Regions from separate parts of the Danio rerio genome. Here region 1 is linked to region 2. A link is a contact called in public Hi-C data. All regions are on one chromosome and are shown on one strand. The core of a region is the stretch at or near the end of the contact, and the rest is flanking DNA. Distances in the headings are between cores, read along the strand shown.

What was found. Hi-C and Micro-C count contacts between places; a contact is called where the count stands out from the background.
Region 1: a contact with region 2 is called in a Hi-C map of hematopoietic stem cells, with 4 times the contacts expected there. The contact joins the promoter of chd7 here to the enhancer-like site in region 2. A contact is called at or near these places in 8 of 18 Hi-C or Micro-C datasets (caudal fin, embryo, fibroblasts and 3 more) and 1 of 4 datasets of contacts at active chromatin or transcription factors (caudal fin).

What each region holds. Positions count from the first base shown.
Region 1 is chr2:25,047,628-25,053,893 of GRCz12tu, reverse strand. It overlaps chd7 (chromodomain helicase DNA binding protein 7), which reads left to right and starts at 3,803. Exons shown (of 38, transcript XM_692864.9): 1 at 3,803-4,056. rab2a (RAB2A, member RAS oncogene family) reads left to right here. Exons shown (of 8, transcript NM_201454.2): 8 at 1,247-2,765. The coding sequence ends at 1,342.
Region 2 is chr2:24,974,726-24,981,204 of GRCz12tu, reverse strand. All of the region lies in intron 1 of LOC141378051 (a long non-coding RNA gene), which reads left to right. Among named protein-coding and RNA genes, the nearest start is that of trnak-cuu, 6.3 kb to the right of the region's middle. Within about 2 kb of position 4,859, at least 43 of the 62 cell types and tissues checked have an H3K27ac peak or open chromatin away from gene starts, as enhancers often do. A contact at or near this core is called in hematopoietic stem cells and skeletal muscle, where this site is marked.

The DNA of each region.
Region 1 (6,266 bases), core at 2,554-5,053, 74 kb before region 2:
GTGAGCATTTTAGTGACTTTTCCACATGCAGCAATATCTATTGTAAATTGACAGATAATGGCGATACTACCGTTAACAAACTACTGCTGCACCCCAGTATTTTGGAGCCTTAGTATCGCGATACTACCATAGTACCGGTAAACAGTGCAACCCTAAATCCCACTATAAAAGCACTCTACATTACATTAATTAAAAACATTTAATTTTAGACAAAATTACTTTAATACAGCTTTCATTTTATGGTAAACATCTGCTACTCGTATGTCAGACACTTTAATTATTTACATCTTCGAAGTAGGTTAACAAATTAGGCCTCACATTAGATGGTTGATACCCTTTGTACTCTGGTGACGTTTTCTCACAGCAGCCACATTGTGCATCCTTAAATCTATGCAAATTTTCATGTAATATCCAATGGAGTGTAGCTGATATTATTGTACTGGTTTGCATGTGATGCAGGCATTGTAACAGTTGATTAAAATGTTTGGGACTGTAATAGTGGTGACCGTTTTGACAGCGATATTAATGTACAACTGAAAAGAGAGGTAGCAGAAGGATCATGGACGCAGATGTTCTCCAGAGGAGAAGCTCCACACAAGCCCTCCGGCCCTTCAGTTTCTCTCCATTGGCTGCTGGCCAAGACATAAATTCCTCACTTCTTGTAAGTTACAGCCGGTTTGATGGAGGTGAGGCCACTGCAGCTATTTTATTGCGGTAGTTGGAAAAGTAAAAAAAAAATCAGTTAAGGCACACGGTCCAAACCGCATCAGCTGATACAGATCCTGGCCAGGAACCTGAAGACTCGCATGTGAGCTCACCCCAGATCACTATAAATCAGATTTGGCGCAACGTGGAGTTTCCTGAGAATGTTACAAAAGCACAACCTCGCTACGACGTGCCGGTTTTGATCGCGAGCCCGCTTAAGGGAAAAGTTGGCTCGGTGGTTGCCTTTTGTGTGATGAATGAAAGTGCCACCAGCTTGGGTGTGCGTGCGTGTGTTTTTAAAGCTCTGGCAGGTTTCCCTGTGTAGCTGCTGGAATAACACTCCAGAGGTTCTCCCGCCTCAGCGCTGACAAAAGCAGCCCACTAATTCAGGCCTACAGGGGCTGGTATTTTCTGCTTAATACAGCGTTATGTGACAGTACAGAATCACCATGCTTTCACACGAGCTCTTTTTACTTTTGTGAGGTCTTGTCTTCTGAAATGGAGCAGAGTGTTGAAGTGTGATTTTTATTTGTGTGCGCAGGCTAACGGCATTAAGATTGGACCCCAGCATGCTGCCACCAACTCCACGATGGGCGGCAGTCAGGGAGGACAGCAAGCCGGAGGGGGCTGTTGCTGAGCTCTGGCCTTTACCCTCCAGTCTCCTCCACGTCTCCCTCCGCCCCTTACGTTTCTACTGGACTGGTCGGGCTCACTAACATTTTCTTAACCTCCCACAGCCCAGGCCCCGGATTCAGATCATATATTAGATGGCTGTCCAAAAACAAAAACGACAAAAAAAAAAAAACAAGTATATTTATAAAGTCCAGGTCCTCTTCAAACCTCCTGACAAACTCCTGAAGCCTGTTTGGGCTGCAGCAGACATTATATGGTTACTAGTAAGGAAAAAGGCAGGAGCTTTGGAGTTAATATGGTAAATCTATTCATGTTTGTTTTTTGTTTTTTTTCAGCAAGTTGTTTGTTTTGTTTGTTTTTGTTTTTTGCCCGTTTGAACTGTATTAAACACTACAAAGTCATCTATAGTATTTTAATCAGTTGATGTGGGTGATCTCAATGAAAACTGTGGTAAACCCTGAAGTCAAAATAAAAAGGATCGTAGAGCTGGTCTAAAAAAATCTAATAAAAAAGGAACGGGTGTTATCAAAGTGAAGAAAAAGAAGCAGGACTGTTTTAAATCTGTATTTATCATTCACATTCTGTATATATAGTTATCATTTCTTGCTTTGGTGTACGTTGACCGAGCTAGAATTCTGTAATGAATTTGCTTAAATTCTATACTGTATGAATAGAGCTTGAAAAACTGCAACAGTATTGCGATATTTCCAAAAACCTGCTTTGACACCATTTTAAGGTAATCTTTTACTTCATTTGTTTTAGTTTGGTCCTGCCATCTGCCTTGACCCCTCGTATTCGTGCCCCCTCCGAACCTCCTCTCTGTATAGAAACTATGGCTCTATATACCTATTTTAATGCCAAATTTGTGTTTACCTGTGTTCTAAAAATCATGGCTCCAGTTATGGATCACCTCTCCAGAACTAGATCTGCTGTTTGCCTTAAAAGGATTTTGGGACGTCAACAGAAATAACATATTCATGTTCCGCAGGATCATTTCAGTGATTGACGTGCAATCGCATATTGCATATGATAACGCTAGACTCACTTATCCATTAGACAGACACTCACGCATACATACCTATGCCTATACATCCATACAAGTCGTCACGTATGCATGCATCTGTATGCATATAAAGAGTTTTGTTTTTCTTTCCTGTCTTTAAAGTTCATTTTTTCTCCAATTCAGTCCGCAGTGTAACGTCAGTGCAGATCCACATTAATTTAGGTGTCTGAGTGATTGTGTAAAGACTTGCTTTCTCTTGGCACTATGTTGTTAATAAATAAATATATGGTGAACATCTTGTCTGTTGTGAAAGGGGTGTGATAAAGCCAAACCTGGAGTAACTTTGTGACCCTCAACTTTATTTGCTGTGTTCTCAAAATTAAATGCTATCACGAAAAAAATATAATAAAACCTTCTAAACTCAGCGTGTTTTTGCTTGCTTATGTATGTGTGGGAGTTCATTTATTATGAAGATGACATTCATTCATCATTTATTTTAACTTAATTTATTTTACAGCAATTTGTTTTAGACGCGTTGATTTTTAGATGACAATAAAAATACCTGGAACTTAGCTGTAAGTCAATATTAGATGGAATATCGCTGATTAAATCATAAATTAAATTATTATTTTAACCAATGATCATTGTCTGAACTTTCTGAAAGAACTTTCTTTCATAGCTGTCTGGAACAACTAAAAGCATTTAACTTAATACTAATTATATTTTTTACCAAAAATAAATATTCATAGTTGTTTAGAAAATGGCGTTACAGTTAAATAATCTTACAAACACAACTCCGCAACGTGTTACATTTAATGTCAAAACATGTAATGGCGCCAAAGAAATGCTCAGTTTATTACGGTCTGCAGGCATTTAGATCAAGGACAGGCCTGAACATCCGGGCTACAGGCGCCAACAGGGATTGGTTGCTTTACGCTTCAGGTAAATTCACCTTGTTTACGTATGGCTTTGATGCCATTGTTTATCAACGGTATAGTTATTTGAGCTGTAGAGTAATGAATGTAAATGTAGTAAGTTAATCAGATTCAAGAAAGCAATTTCATCATGCTGTACCTAAATCTTTTTAAAATGTGAAACACATTCACTCACTACATTGCAGTAAAACACACTTTTTCGTGTTTTAACAATACATAAAGATATTTACATGACTTCTTAAGTCAGCAAACAAACATTCCCCTGAACCTACAACATTTCAGCAAGTGTGTATATACACAATGTTTATTTTCCTTGAAAATTCTTAAATATAATATAACGAAGTCTCAAAACAACATTTATAGAAGAAGCCCATTCATAAAAGTTTATCCGAGACAATTATTTTCAAATAAATGCTTATAAAGACCTGTAAAATAAAAGAAAAGGCACTTGCGTCACAGCCCGGCGAGGTCACTCACGCGCACGCATGTTTATCCAGTAAGAGTCATGCACGCGCCCCCTGCCTGTGGAAGGTGAGCGAGCGCGAGTGTCTAGAGGAGAGGACACGAGAACGCGACTGCCCGGATCGATCGGATTAAACTCGAATTGAGTGAAATTAACACAAAGGAGAGAAGCAGAGTCAGCGAGGACGGGACGCTGAGACGCCGACTTCATCGGCACTATTTGAATTTCGACAGTTATTCGCGTATTTAAACGGATTTTCTGGATATACGAAGAGGAGTTAATTGGCGAAAACCCTAAACTGACCCGCGTTGAGTTGGGTAAGCATTTGCCTTTCTTTCTAACGATACGACACGAATCCACAAACTTTATCAATCGCACACAAACTTATTAGATAGTCCCAGGCGTTTGTTGCGTTTTTGTACAATTATACATGTGCTTTCATTGTGAGAAAACTGTTTTTGAGTGCCATTTAACTTGTTTTCAGCCATGGTGGTGCTCGCGGTGAAAACGGTGTTTTAAAACGGCAAAAAAGTTATTTCAATTAAATGTTTCGCTGGAAGAACACACACCACACGTTGGCTTTTTCGTTTCTTGGCATTTTAACTTCTCGAAGAATCTCAAACTAGCTCGAGCACATGCTAACATTAGCTCATTTAGCTCACGCGCACTGCATTGTATAGAGCCGCACGGATCCCTATAGGAGTGGAAGCGATAAATATTTGAGATAAATTGGATACAAGGACTTTTTCCTTTCAAGTTGTAAGACAACATTTGTACACTTCATATTATAACGTTAATGGGTAAAACTATTTTTTTCAAAAGCGTATAAAGTAAGCGTTCGTTAGCTAGCTAATTGTTGAGACACGAGGTGGTTTGAACGTAACGTTAGAGGTGAGTCATTGGCCGAGCTGAATGAGGGAGATCCCCGACCCCTTCTATCAACAATTACACTTATTAAATAGTTTTCAAGCGCACAAAACTGCAAGTAAGAATCACGCCAAAGTTGCTGTAATTGTGTTTTTCCTTTTATCGCTCGATGATGCTCGAAATAGCGTGTGGAAACAGCAAAGCGTGTCGGAAAGTGCGCTTGTCCGAAGGACAATATAGATACCATGGAAGGTTGCTTGAGGCCAGATGGTCAACCCCTCGTTTTCTTTTTTTTATCCGTTTATGAAAGTCAAAACTTCAACATACTTTGATAAACACACTTCACGTGTGCTGCTTGTGCTCTGGATTCGGCAATCTGTGTTATTTTGATCGAGTGCTCGGCTGGGAGAAGTGCGTTCAGAGGCAGGCGTGCGCTGGGGTAATTAGCTGCTTGGAAGTGGCCGATCTGCTAAGAGACGGACAGCGTCGACTTCATTGTCTCACAACAAGCTAACTAGCTAGCTGGACACAACTCATCACACGTTTCTTTTGTCCCTTTGGCCCCTCAACAGGTAGACGGTTTAAAGGGAGGGGGATCGGGAACTGGGGGAAAACGCACCTGGTTTATTATTGGACATGTTTACTTGTTTTGAAAAGTTTACATTTTGTTTTCTATCAAGTTAAAATTGCCTTTATTAGCTAATCTGCGTAATAAATACGCGCAGAAAACTTAAAAAGCACCTGTTTAATTTACAGCGTTTAAAAGTCACGAAGAGTGGAAAAAAATTTACTTTTACTCCAATATAGGGTTTGATACGAGTTTTAACACGCGTGCGTGTTTTGTTGTTAAAAATGAACAAAAGTACACGACTTGGCGTTTTAAAGTTGATTTAAATGTTATTTAAACCTGAAACTGCAACAAAGAATCGTTTGAAGATCGTATCGTCGTTGTCTCGCTCCCTCTCATGTCTTTAACCTAAGATGGCAGCTTTTAATGTGTGTAGGTCCACTCAATGAGCAGATATGAAGCCGGTATGGCGGAGCAGATGTGAGGCTGCTTTGTAGTCGCTTTAGGCTTTTCATCTCGCTTGCCTTTTCTTGTGGTTGCTGGGGCTTGTTCACTAGTTGCATCAAATCGAAAAGTCAAGTGCCGGTTCCTCTTTTGTCTTTAGAGAAAAGTTTGAGTACACTTTAGTATCGTCAAATCCTGTAGTGATTCGTGTTAAACATTATTTGTAAGTTGTGTAAATTAATGTTGCAGTTCGTTTGAATACAAATAATTGATTTAGTTAGGCTTTTTAATGAACTAAAGTGATTTCGTTTGTTCAGTTTTGTTACTTAAAATGAATTGTAATTGTGTATACGTGCATTTTTAATTGGTGTCTGAACTCTTATAGGATAATTTGACAAATTTTGTCAAATCTCACCTTATATTTTGCTAAATTTACTTTAAGAAGTTCATGGCATCAGATAACTGTACACAATCCAGCCGGCCATGTTCACAAACCCATGTGAACTAGTGTAAGTTGGTGTTTAAAGGCCATAGTAAAGCATGACCCAAACAACAAACTCTTCACCTTTAAACCTATTAAAATGTGTTTCTGTATCTATAGTATGTGCCTGAATGAAATTCAGAAAAAAAGGGGCTACAAACCTTGAA
Region 2 (6,479 bases), core at 3,610-6,109:
TTTATAAGATTTTTTTAAGCATTAGAGTTTGCTCTGGTTTGTATTAACATAATTTTATGTATGAAATATACACACACCAGCCTCTTTAGGGAAGAAATGTGATATATGTGATTGAACGTGCATGGTTGTTGGTGCCAGAAGGGCTGGTCTGAGTATTTCAGAAACTGCTGATCTACTGGAATTTTCACACACAACCATCTCTAGGGTTTACAGAGAACGTCTGAAAACGAGAAAATTTTCAGTGAGCGGCAGTTTTGTGGGCACAAATGCCTTGTTAACAGAGGTCAGAGGAGAATGGCCAGACTGGTTCGAGCTAATAGAAAGGCGACAGTAACTCAAATAACCACTCATTACAACCAAGGTATGCAGAAGAGCATCTCTGAACACACAACACATCCAACCTTGAGGTGGATGGGCTACAGCAGCAGAAGACCACACTGGGTGCCATTCCTGTGAAACTAAGGCTATTTGCACAGGCTCACCAAAATTGGCCAATAGAAAGATTGTAAAAACATTGCCTGGTCTGATGATTCTCAATTTCTGCTGCGACATTCGGATGCTTGGGTCAGAATTTAGTGTCAAAAACATGAAAGCATCCTGTCTTGTATCAAAGGTTCAGGCCGGTGGTGGTGGTGTAATAGTGCTCGGGAATTTTCTTGGCACACTTTGGGTCCATTACTACCACTTGAGCATCGTGCCAATGCCACGGCCTACCTGAGAGTTGTTGCTGACCATGTCCATCCCTTTATGACCACAGTGTACACATCTTCTGATGGTTTCTCTGTACTCAAATGGCCTCCACAGTCACCAGATAGATCCAATAGAACACCTCTGGGATGTGGTGGAATGGGACATGGGAAGAAAGTGGAATTAAGTGACTTTATACTGAAACAGAATCTTGCTATGCAAGTTGTAATGCAACTCCTCAAATAAAACATCCTAGTTTTTTAGTTTTTTTTACTGCTTCTCTCTTGACTGCGTTCATCTGTTCCTGTGTTCTGGCATCATCTTCTGCTGTCTTTGACCAAGTGATGCTGGTTTCCCTCCAGCTGCATCTCTTATCAGCGTGACACACAAACCCAGCCGTGAGTCTGGACCGTGTCTGTGCCCTGCAGTTTTGGCTGCTGCCTGTGCTCAGACATTCTACTGAGATGCTTGAGAATCACCGTCCAAAATCTACCGAGAGCTGACAACGACAGCTCCACATCGAGCTCATGTTTAAAGAGACAGCACACCGAAAAATTGTTTCAAACCTTTATAACTTTCTTTCTTCGGTTAAACATAAATTAAGATATTTTGAAAAATGTTGGAAACCTGTAACCAATGACTTCCATTCCAAAATTACTAAAAATATATCAAGTTTATTCATTCATTATTTACTTTTTGGCTTAGTCCCATTATTAATCGGGGGTCGCCACAGCGGAGTGAACCGCCAACTTATCTAGCATATGTTTACGCAGCAGATGCCCTTAAAAACTGGGAAACATTCATACACACTCATTTACACACATACACTACAGACAATTTAGCTTACCCAATTCACCTGTACTGCATGTCTTTGGACTTGTGGGGGAAACTAGAGCACCAGGAGGAAACCTATGCAAACATGGGGAGAACATGCAAACTCCACACAGAAACGCCAACTGACCCAGCTGAGGCTCGAACCAGTGACCTTCCTGCTGTGAAGCGAATGTGCTACCCACTGCGCCACCGTGCAGCCTAAAGTAAATTATATTTTTGGGTGAACTATCCCTTTAACTCATTCCGCAACCGCAATCCTAAAATACCTTTGAAAATCACAAATGAAGTTCTTGGGGGTGTCTGCTGCGTGTGGTTGGATGGCCCAGCAGCTCTTGGAGGACTGGAACAGCAGGTGTCTGTTGCTGTGCTGCCATGCTGAGCAGTAAAGGTCACTTTTGATGGAGCTGCGCACAAAAAATATTACATTTACTCTTTGCAGTCACGCTCACAGCGGCGGCTTATAGAAATCTAAATATAGACCTGCGGATCGAAAGCTTCCTATACGTAGAACTGACCAGACAACATGATCCTAATCTTGAAACAAACCCAGCCATATATCGTTTTAGCATCGATATCGCAATATGCGCATCTGCAATAGTCACACAGCAGGATCTGCAATGCTGACCCTGAATTATAGCTGAGCAGGAGCCACGGTTCAAAATACGTCATTTGTGGAGTCATTGCAATGTTTGATAATAATAAACCATATTAAAATAAGAATAATTGTATATATTTGTTCATACGATGAAGTCTATAGTGTTATTTTACATTTGATTATTTAATTACCTGTAAACTGTGACTCCACAGAAGACCTAAAGCACTGTTTAATTCATTTGTCTCTTTGCTCTACTGTATTGATCTGTGCTTGTGAATTGTTCATCATATTATTTATTATATGTAGATCCTACAAAATCAATCCAGTTAAATTTAAATATTTTTTTTTCTAAAAAGACCTGTTCAATTAATATGGTGAAGTTGTTCATATAGGGATATTAGGGGTGTAACGATTTATCGTTGTACGATTTAATGCGAAAATGTCACAATATGCATTGTGGCGTTAATACGATTTTATTACGTTATGACATTTGTTTTCTCTTATTGGTTGAGGTCTTTGCATGTGAGTTACGTTCCACCTGCTGTCGCACGTAAGTTCAGATTGCTTGAACTAGCAGCAGTAACGTTAGCAGGCCAAGATGAGTGGAGTTGAAATAGATGCCCCACCCTCTTATAAGTCGGATGTCTGGCAACACTTCGGTTTTACAGTCATTGCTTCAGACTCGTCTGCTTTTTGACACGCATACTGGGTCAAACATAACCGAAGTTTTAAAAGCACCTATTCATGAGTAGGGACTTGAAAGGGCTAATCATAGCATTGCTGTCGTTACTGACAACGCACGCAACATGGACGTAGCAGCAATAGAAGTTGGATTGGCACCTCACATTAAGTGTTTTGCTCATACACTAAAGGTGCGTCCGAAACTGCGTACTACTCAGTAGGTACTGCATTTGAATTTAAACGTACTTCTCGCCCGTTAGAAAAGTACATTCTATACCTTATGAATGTGAGTTGTATGAATGGAATTCGGATGTACTACATCCGCCATTCTGTCATGGTCACGTGACCTACCTGCGTCAGTTGTGTTGCTTCACTACCATTAATGAATTCTCTTGCGGGGCATCATGGGATAGCGCAGCGTGCATGGAATGCGCATTTCAGAATCTCGCCGGAAGTAGTGAGTCATCTGCCTACTGCTTGCATACTGATTTTCAAATTCTATGAATTCGGACATACTACTCTGCTCGCATATTGATTTTAGTGTACTATATAGTATGGAAGTATGCAGTTTTGGATGCATCCTTAATCTCACATCGCAAGCAGGTTTAAATGTTCCCTGTGTCGAATGCTTGGTCGAGTAAGAAAAGTAGTGGCAGTGCCACTGCAACAGCTGTACTCGCAACAAAGCAAATGATGCTTGAGATTGCATCATGCAAGCTTATCTTGGATGTTACAACACGATGAAACAGCTCAATAAGATATGCTTGAGCGCTACATCGAGCAACACGCTGGAATAACGGCAACTCTTTTGAGCACAGAGGTACGCAAAAATGCACGTCAACTTGATACACTCGATAACGCGACATCAGTGATGTCAAAGAAATAGTAAACCTGCTTAAACCACTGAAAAAGTCCACGACTGTCCTGTTTGAAGAAAAGACGTTCACCCAGTCACTCATCGTGCCCTTAAAATGAATGGTAGTACAGAGAATGACACGCGATGAGAAGGATTCCACAACTATAACCAACATGAAGACAGATATTCATAAAAACCTCTCAGACAGATACATGGAAGTTCAGGATTATCTTCTAGAAAGTACTGCAGACTACTTGAAAATGTAGAAATTTAGATTTTTTTTTTTTTTTTTGAAAAAAAAAAAACCTGCAAATGAACAAGCAAAGCCTTAAGCTCTACTGTTGTTAAATTCACTTGAATAGAATGCTATTTTTTGCACCTTTACTTCTTTAAGAAGTTGTCTCTTAATTTTGTCTCTGTCATTTCAGTATTATTTTATAAGTTTATAATTGTTTTATTTTCCAGAGACGGGTCTATTCAATTTATTTTCTTAAAGAAGGTTCAGTTTAAATGAAAGAAGTTTAAACAAAAGAATTACATAGATAACTTAGAGATAAATTGGACATAAATTGTTAACTTGGTCATTTTTAAAATAAATCTTTTATTTGCATTTCAGTTTCATTTTCAACTTTTATTCCAAATATTGTGATACATATTGAAGTGTGAACATTATATCGTGATACACATTGTATCATGAGTGGAGTGTATCATTACACCCCTACTCCGATACAAAACAAAACATCACAGTTTTTTTCCATCATATAGTGCGGCCCTACTACCCATCTCCCCCTCATTCTCCAGAGCAGGAATCATTCATTTACATGTGTTATATACCTTACCTGCCCAAACCTCTAGATTACAATGACAAAAGAGACCCCCCGGCCCCCCTATAGAGAGATTAGAAACTTAACTCTGTGAATCCTCCAGCAGTCATTTGGCCTGTGATGGAGGACAATGCAGGAGGTGGTGGGGCTGTAATGTGTGGCACTGTGTCCTGCTGTTCTCCTTTTCGCCATGCTGACTAATGACCTTCCCCCCTCCCCCAGCGCTCACCGCCTCCTCCTCCTCCAGCGCTCCTCCCCCGTGCCCTCTCACGCGATGCCCCATCCCCCCTTGCTCCTCTCTGGGGTGGAGACCATCGGCCTGTGCCGCCGCCACAGAGGCGTCCATCACAGGTCTTTAGATTAGCCACAACGCCGCTCGGGACAAAAGAGCTCCTCCCCCCCTATGCCTCCCTCCCTCCCTCTGCCCCCGTCCTGATGGCTAATGGAGGAGGGGATGCGTCATGGAGAAGAAGTTCACGGCTCTGAACTGATGCCTCCTCAGCAGATCAAGTGTGGATCTGAAGTGTGCCTGTTTCAGAGAAACACTCTTGGATTGACAGGCTGTGAAGACTCACAAGACAAGACCAGACGTACAGTTTAAAAAGCACAGAAATTAAACTGAGTTTGGTTCATGTCACTAAATGTCTTCTTCCCTGTGAGAGAATCCATTTATACAATTATCTCTGTATGCGTTTCTGCTTAAATTCATGAAATATCCATAATCAGTATTGTGTTTGATAAAATCACTAGCTGCTTTCAGAAAGTTTGGTGGGTTTTGGATATGCTTGCAACGATAGTGGATCACCAACACGACTAAAGCACTGCTTTAATATAAAATTACGTTTTACTATGAAAGCTGATCTACTAAGCAGAGGTTAACAAGTGTCCAGCAAACAGTTTAACATGAATCTTTGTTTTAATATTTGTAATTTCTTCTAGTAAATCTAAATGCAGTCAGGTTGTTTTCCCCCCTCCATGGTCAAGAAAAATGTCCAAAAAGTCAGATGAAGTACTCCATTGAGTCCAACAACAGGAAGCACATGGTCAGCCAGATTTATAGTTGTTACTGGAGGGACCTCTGCTGGAAATTAATTGTAGTGCGAGTGTAGATTGAATAGAGAAATTAAGTGTTTGGACTTTATTCATTCATTTTCCTTTGGCTTAGTCTCTTTATTCATCAGCGGTCACCACAGTGGAATGAACCGCCAACTTATCCAGCATATGTTTTACGCAGTGGATACTCTTTCAGCTGCAATCCAGTACTGGAAAACACCCATACACTCTTACATTCACACAGATACACCACGTCCAATTTAGTTTATTCAGTTCACCTATAGCGCATGTCTTTGGACTGTGGCGAAAACCGGAGCACTCCCACGCCAACGCAAAGGACAACTGAACCAGCTGGGACTCAAATCAGCAATCTTCCTGCTGTGAGGCGACTCTTGGACTTTATTTTGTTTTTAAATCAATAAATGTAGGACCGTAGAGGACATTTGAGTGAACTCACTGTCATCTTTAGGATATCAGCTCTGAGCTTTCTTATGCATGCCTGATGTCCAGCTGTGTTCATAAGAGATTTTGTTTCAGACTATTCTCTGTAAACACTAGAGTTGGATGTTTATAGAAGAGCACAGTATCAGCAGTTTCTGAAATACAGAGAATTCATCCCATGGTCAAAGTCACTTAAAACCCCCTTTCTGTCCTATTCTGAAGCTTGCTGTGAACTTCATACATGCCTAAATGATTTGAGCTGCTATCTTGTGATTGGCTGATTCATTATTGGTATTAACAAGCAGGTTTAAGTAATAATGTTATTTTTACTCACCATCATGTCATTCATTCATTTTCTTTTCGGCTTAGTCCCTTTATTAATCAGGGGTCGCCAGAGCGGAACGAACCACCAACTTATCCAGCATATGTTTTACACAGCGGATGCCCTTCTAGATGCAACCCATCACTGGGAAACACCCATACACTCTCATTCACAAACATACACTAC